Regions from separate parts of the Triticum aestivum genome. Here region 2 is linked to region 1. A link is a contact called in public Hi-C data. All regions are on one chromosome and are shown on one strand. The core of a region is the stretch at or near the end of the contact, and the rest is flanking DNA. Distances in the headings are between cores, read along the strand shown.

Region 1 (3,763 bases), core at 454-2,953:
AGTGCCACCCGATAGCAATGATCTGGAAGGCCTGGGGGCTGGGGGTAGCACTCGGCGCGATATGCAGACCCAAAAAAACGATAGGAGCGATTAAATGATCCTGGTACTGCACAACAGTGACCTCGCCGAACAAGAAAATTCCGCTGATTTAATTTTCGTTTGTCTCCAGAAGAAGAATCTGGCTTGAGGTTTGAGGGGCCGAAAGGAGGGCGTACGTACCGGTGGTAAGACAGATCATCCAAACGTAGGAGAATTCCTTGTACGGCAGCCCGGTGCGGAGCTCCTTCCTCCGGTCGTGGTCGCAGCCCGGGCAGCCCGGGTGGTACCGGCGCTCCTCCTCCTTGCTCAGCAGCGGCGAAGTCCCCTCCTCCTCCCCATTGGCCGCCGCCATTGTTTGCAGGCAGGCAAGGCAATGGAATGGAACCCTCCCCACCCCTCACAAATCACAATAGATAGATAGATAGATAGATAGATAGATAGATTCTCTAGATAGATAAAAGGAGCGGAGGTGGGATTGGGAAGCGAGAGGCCAATCAGCGCAATGCCGCCGCCTTTCCGCGGGCCGGGGGAAGACCCGAATGGAGAAAGGGCAAAGCGAAATCGGGCACGCAGCGGCTGCCGTCCGTGGCGTGGCAATGCCATTCCCGCTTTAATTTGCTTGCTTGCCACACGCGCCGGCGCGAATAGATAGAGAAAAAGAAAGAAAGCCAAGGAAGGAAGGAAGGGTCCAAGCAGGCAGGTCCGTTTCGGTGTCGCATCCTCGCGTCCCCTCCCTGACGGTCAGAGATGACAACAAAGTGGAGGGAGGGACTGGAATTTCCGTTGCACAATTATTACGGCAAAGGGGTTGCTTGGATTTTCGGATGAAAGAAAAACGGAACTGGAACCAACTCGTGGACGCCGAGAGGATGAGAAATCCAACTCGTGGAACTCCCTCCCCTCCCTTGCCAGCCTCAGAAAAAAATAATAACTCCCCCAAAGAAAAGAAAAAGGAAAACTCGTGGATCTCGTGGCCCAAGACGTGCACGTCGTCGTCCAGAAACAGCTGATTCAATCAATCGGAAGAAGAATGGGTTACTTGTCCGGTTGTCCCAAATCTTATGCAGTGCAGCATCCTGCATTTCCGCCTTTGATTCTGATTCAAGTGATGCTCTCATCTCAAGCTTGGGTTACTTGTCCGCTACTAGTACTACGGGATCATGTGATCGGGACAGTGCAGGTGCGTGCGTGTTTTGTCTACTTGCGCCTTTCTCCAGACAGGACAGACGGATCATGAGTACTGCTCCCTCCCTCGTAGTAGTATGACGGTGATGCATGGAAAGTTAAATCAAATCAAATCAAATCAAATCAAGCAGTCAACCAAGCGTTGATGCATTTGCGCAACCAATTAATTGATTAACTAATCCCTCGCAAAAAAATATTAATATATCATGGCGGAGATCGGGGATGAACGGTTGTGGAGTACTGACCGGTGCAGAGGGTGACGGTCCAGACGTAGATGAAGGTGCCGTAGGGGATGCCCGGATTCGCCGCCTTCCGCCGGTCCACCGCGCACCCGGGGCAGCCCTCCACGTACAGCACGCCGTCCGCCTTCTTCTCCAGCAGTGGCACCGACGACTCTGCCGCCGCGGCCCGCCCATTGCGGCCTTGCTCCTCCATATTTACGGCCGCGGTCTCTGAACGAGGGGAGGGAGGGAGGGAGGGAGGGTGGGGACTGGGGAAGGGAGGTTGTTGGAGCTATGGCTATATGTAGTGATGCGAACCCAACAATGATACTGCACGTGCTTGAGATGGGTGAGAATTGATTTCGCTGTGCTTCCGTGGCAATCAAGTTTCAATTGCCCATGCCGATGCCGACCAGATCCGCCACGGCCAAGACAGAAACAAAATCGGTATCGACCAGTGTATAAACCAAAACAAACATGCCTGCCTGCCTGCCGCACGTGCGAGGGAGGGAGCACGGCCACGTCTCCTTTTGGAACGGAACACCATAAACATACAGTGCATGTACGCTCAACTGTCTCTCTCTCTCTCTCTCTCTCTCTCTCTCTCAAAGGAAGAACGCGAAGCAAAACATACACGCAAACCGGTATCATCGTTCATAGCCCAATGCAATAGGCCACATGACTACATAACACACAACGGACACGTAATATACGTCACCTTACATTATACGTATACTCTCTGTCGTGGTGAAGCAAAACACCTCCGCACCAAACATCATGGAGACTCACTTATTCTACCGTTACAGGAACTAAGGGCGTCTCCTACGCGGAACCCAAACCGTCCATATCCGACCTGAAATTGCCTCACGCATGACGTTCTATGCTCGATGCCAACCCGACGTTGTCATGTATCGTCAGATTTGCTTCTCGTGTTCGATCAAAGGACACGGCTCGGTGTCGTGCATGTATCGGGTGAGAAACCGTCGTGTGTATAGCACTTCTCTATCCGACCGGACGTAGTTGTCCGGACCCTGCAGGCCATCCAACGTCATCCCCCATCGGTCCACGAAACAGTCTGCACCGCCGTTTTCCCTACAAACCGAAACCAAACCTAAGTGCTTTGCGGGAGTTCGGGCACCGGTCATGTAGGACTCGGACACTTTAGGCCCACCCAAAACTAAGGCGGAACCTGCTTTTTGTAGTTGGCTGCATTGTTTTCGTGGCAAAATCCCCCACTCTGCTCTTCCATCTCGCTGTTATCCATCCAATTTCCGCTCTTTTTCGCCGGCATCGACGTATGGACGCGCACGAGAAGATGCCGGATCCGGCGGTCACACTCGCCCGGAAGATCAACTCGGAGACACAAGCAAATCACCGCCAGAAAAGCGAAGGCCACAAAGTGGCGGCGCTCAACAAGAAAGCCAGCGGAGGCGGAGCTGGTGGTCGTGGAGGAGGTGATGGCCGTGGTGGAGAACGTGCAGGTGGCGAACGTGGTGGCGGGCGGAGCTTGGGACGCAGGGCCCCGCTGTCGTCGTCGACCATGCGGACGCCGCAATGGCCATAGCATTACAAGGCTCCATACTTCTATGCCGCAAAGCAGCTCGGTATGCAGTCCCCAGCATCCGCCGCCGGGCAAGTGCCTTATTGCGTCGACGTCAACGCGGCGCCGTCGCTTTTCTCAGATTGTTCATCGCTGCAGCTTTTCCGGACGCGGACGCTGGGCGTGGAGCAGCTGGGTGCCCGCACGTTGTTCGCTGGTATGCCTAAAGCGGGTGAGCTAGCATACGATGACGCAGACATGGGGATGTTTGAGATCATTCGCGGCGGTGGCAGGGAGGAGGTTGCTACGAGGACATACAAATGGATGATTTGGAGCCCACCCAGATGGGCTCGCAGCCAGCTACACCCAGTCTGGCACGTACACCTAGTCAGGCACGCAGCCGGGCTACACCCATTTCGACACATTCACCCAACCATGCATGGACAGGCAACAATAAGATCGGGTCGCCGGATAACTGGAGTAGGAGGAGGATGGCAACGACGATAATTCGGATGAATTTGCTGCCGGTCCAAAGATTAGGGGTATAGGAGAAAGCTTCAACATGCGGGAGGATGGGTTGTTGTTAAAAAAACGTAGTAGAAAACAAAAAAAATATTGTACGATCAAGGTCCCGGATCACTATGAAGATGCATACAATGTTAAATCAGATCATTACCAACTTCGTGTAGCAGCGGAAGAAGAGTTGGTGTAGATCAAACTTGAAGTCCCTTGAACCATCCACGACGATCCTTGGACCGTCCACGACGATCCCTCGAAC
Region 2 (3,763 bases), core at 581-3,080, 480 kb after region 1:
ATTAAAAAGGACCGGTGAAGGAGGTTGGGTGGCTGGCGTGCGGGCCCTTCGGCACGCGTGGCATTAAAGAGGACCAACGGGTGGTGGTTGGGTGCCGACGCATGGGCCTGAGCCAGGCACCGAGCAGACACGTGCCGTGTCCATCTCACGTTCGTGTGGAAGCAAATCCGGCCCAAATTTGTGGATTTGCTTGGGTTCAATTTGCGTGACGGACAAAAAATATGTCTGCGTCCATGCGCTGGGCCATGGTTTTTGTCCTTGAAGACCCAAATAGACACAGTTGAATAAAATATTGGAGCTCCCTATTATTGAGGTGAATCCACGCGCTCACTATCAAAACTTGAATGGAGGGAAGGAAACATCGCTAAGTATTACTATTACTCAACCAAAATGTGCACATGCACTTGAGATAGAATTGTTTATTTCTTAAGCCATTGAGATTATATGTGGTGCATACTTTTTTTTAACAGCAAATAGACTTTATTCCTTATACGATGACCATGTTGTTTACAAGTAAATGAGAAACAAAGTTAGGGATTACATCATCCCAAGAACTCGAAGGTCTAACTCTAAAAGAATGCTTAGCTAACTCATCTGCTACTTGATTAGCTTTCTGGAGATAGTGTTTAAACAATATTTCGGCAAAGTCCATTGACAGCTGGTTGCATCGAGAAATCAATGCAACTTTAGTCCTAGATAAGAGTCCATTTGCTGAATTATCTCCACAGCAAACGAATGAAGTAGCATACTTAACGATGTTGTCAGCGTCGAAATTAACAAAATGCTTTCATTTTTTTTTTGAGAATTCAAAAGGTTTTCAAATGGGAAACTGAGAGAGGACTCCTTTTTTTTGAGGGACCGAGAGAGGACTCCTAATTGGTGCCTTTGGCGCTAACTAAGGTAAAGGTGCTCTCATGCGCGAGTATTTCGGCCTGTCCATATGCATTTTAAAAGATTGTTTAACTGGTGGACCATCGATCGTTGACTAAGAAAGTAGACCGTTGACTAAGAAACGTAGACCATTGACAATTTTGTAAAAGGAAAATGTTCATAAAAAGTGAAAAAAATATATATTTTTAAAAGTTCTACAAAGTTGGATTTTTTCTCAAGTTTGAGAAAATTCATGAATTTGAAAAAAGTTCAAGCCTTGGAGTTTATAAATTGAAAAAAAGTTCATGAATCTAACAAAAAAGTTCAAAAATATTTGGAAAAAGATCGTAATTTGAAAAAAAATCAAAAAAACTAGAAATAATTACAGGGATTTGATTTTCTAACAAAAAGTAGAAAAATATAAATTTTGAAAACAATCATGAATTTGATTTTTCACTATTTAAAAAACTACGTAATTTTGAAAAGTTTGCAAAATGGAAAGTTTATAAAATTATAAAAAATTCGCGAAAATTCGAAAAATTTCACAGATTTGCAAAAAAGTTTTGAATTTGAAGAAACTTCACGCATTTGAAAAGAAAAAATAAAATAAAAACTAAAAAGGAAAAAGAAAGAAAAATAGAAAAATAGAAAAAACGAGTAAAACGCGTTTTCAGGAAAAACCGCTAGAAAAAAGGCCCAGGAAAACCGCGTGGAAAAAAACAGTGGAAAAAAAACTCTACATGGGCCGGCCTATTCGTCAGCTAGTGCTGGGAGAGTGTGCGCCAGTTAATGAAAGCTCAATAACTGGCGCTTAAGGCGCGGAATAAGATCTGAGAAACTGAGCGTGCATTCAGTTTCGTGAGGCCCAGCCCAGTTGCGCCTATGTCATATTGCACGTCGTAAATTAGGAGAGGGCCCCTTGGAAAGCAGAGCCGCCGTAGGGGCTTCCTTGCAATATATCAAGACAGGAGCGGACGCCCCGTGAAACCCGCCACCGCACCACCCACCTTTCTCCTTTCCTCCATTCCCTCGCTCCCGTCGTCTCTCCCCTCCGACGACGACCTGATCTCTTCTCCCCCCTCCGCGCCACCGCCACCTCGCTCTCCGGCCGGCTGGCACCATCTTCCTCGTCCTCGGCCTCGGCGCAGCAGGACCTCCAGCGCCGCACCCTCTTCGAATTTGGTCAGACCGCTCCTCCGACCGCCACCGCCGCGTCAGGTACCCTTCCTCCTGCATTGGCCAATCCTCTCGCTTCAATACTTTTTCTCCCATCACCTGATCGTCGTCGCGTGGTGGGCGTGGCGGAAATACACACACGGCCGTGAATTTTGTGGCAGCTACGTGCTGGATCGCGACGATTGGTTTGTTGTGTAGCGGCGAGCCTGCAATTACCTAGCGACGTCCTCGAGGAAATTATCGTAGTATTATTTTTGTGAATTTGCTGGATTCGCGACAAATTTTGAGGAACATACCTAGCATGTTGTATGGTTTAGTGTTCACGAGAAATTTCTGGACTACTAGCTCAAGGTGCAGGCTGCATATGCATTTTTGCTGGATTCTCTGTTTTAATAATTTGGGTAATAATTTATCTGGGGAATTGACGGCCACATTTCTGTTGCTGATTCCTTGTTACCATCATTGTAGTTTAGGAACCTGGTATCTATTTTAGTGTCTGATGAGAACCTTTGTCATGGATGGCGAAAGTATCGCTTTGAACTTATTGCTGCAACCCTTTACTATTTGGTGGTATTCAGCATTGCAAAAAGCTGGATCACATTTATCAGCTCATGATTTTAATGAGCATTATATCAAGTGGAGGCGAACGAGGGGGCTGGAGACAGTGTGGTAGGGGGAATAAGAGATTAAGAGGGCAGATGGTGTTGTATAAGAGTTACATATCAGGGAGCAATGGTGTTTTGGTAATGAAATTGCTAGTGCAGGGAGTGTGATCAGTGGGGTTGATCTAAGAAAAAAGGGATAAATGTACTGTGGTTTATTTTTAGGAAAGCTGTGGTTGTTTCCAATGAGATTGTTGACAAATTCAGTAACCTCATAAACATACTTAGGGTTTTTAATCCCTTGAATATCGTAAAACTAATCATCAGCACTGTATTTAGCTGCTAGATCATAGGTTATTTCTGGTCATCAGAGAATCTACTGGACCCCTTTGTAAAACAGATCCATTTTATTGCATATAACTTGATGTAACTGCAATTATTTTCTGTCACAGGCTGCATACATTATTGTGGCAACGGGATTATGGGGACACCACACGCTGATTCAGAAAAGACGGAGATTGGAGAAATAGATACAAGGGCTCCTTTTGAATCTGTTAAAGCTGCAGTAAGTTTGTTTGGCGAGGTCCGGTTTTCCTCTGAAAGATCCGCCACCAGAAAGGCACAGGCCCCACAAGCAGAGGTACTATTTTTTAGCAGAAAATTGTGGCTTTAATACGTAATTATATGATAGGCCTGCATGCAGAATTTTTTGTATACATTGTGTGCAACTGCAGCTATCTAAGAATAATAATCGAGTGCGGGTATCATTGATGAAAAGCTATATTAGTGCTTGAATTGCCAACCTAAGCATAAATAGGGGTTTCTGTGATCAGATGTGTAGATCATACTCTGTATCAACAGTGAAGTCATCAGATTGTAGCGTACCGTTTACTTTTCTTTTGTCGCCTTCCCAATGTTCATTTGACATTTGCATAAACGTTTATAGATTATTGCCTGTAGTTCAGTTTCAGAAAGCACTCAGCTATTATAGAGGTTGCAACATCCACTTTTAGACACAAGGGAAAGTGATTTTACATGTATATCAGAATATTGTATTTGTAGAAACTGTCTTTTGTTCTTGATTACTAATATCTGTGGTATGTTTGGACATTTTT

What was found. A called contact is a pair of places that touch in the nucleus more often than the background predicts.
Region 2: a contact with region 1 is called in a Hi-C map of leaf, with 4 times the contacts expected there. The contact joins the promoter of LOC123086398 here to the promoter of LOC123086392 in region 1. A contact is called at or near these places in 2 of 5 Hi-C or Micro-C datasets (both in leaf).

Annotation. Positions count from the first base shown.
Region 1 is chr4A:465,775,381-465,779,143 of IWGSC CS RefSeq v2.1, forward strand. It overlaps LOC123086392 (protein ZINC INDUCED FACILITATOR-LIKE 1), which reads right to left and starts at 1,704. Exons shown (of 18, transcript XM_044508152.1): 1 at 1,470-1,704; 2 at 220-435. The coding sequence starts at 1,659.
Region 2 is chr4A:466,259,822-466,263,584 of IWGSC CS RefSeq v2.1, forward strand. LOC123086398 (WEB family protein At5g55860) reads left to right here and starts at 1,831. Exons shown (of 3, transcript XM_044508160.1): 1 at 1,831-2,088; 2 at 3,101-3,288. The coding sequence starts at 3,130.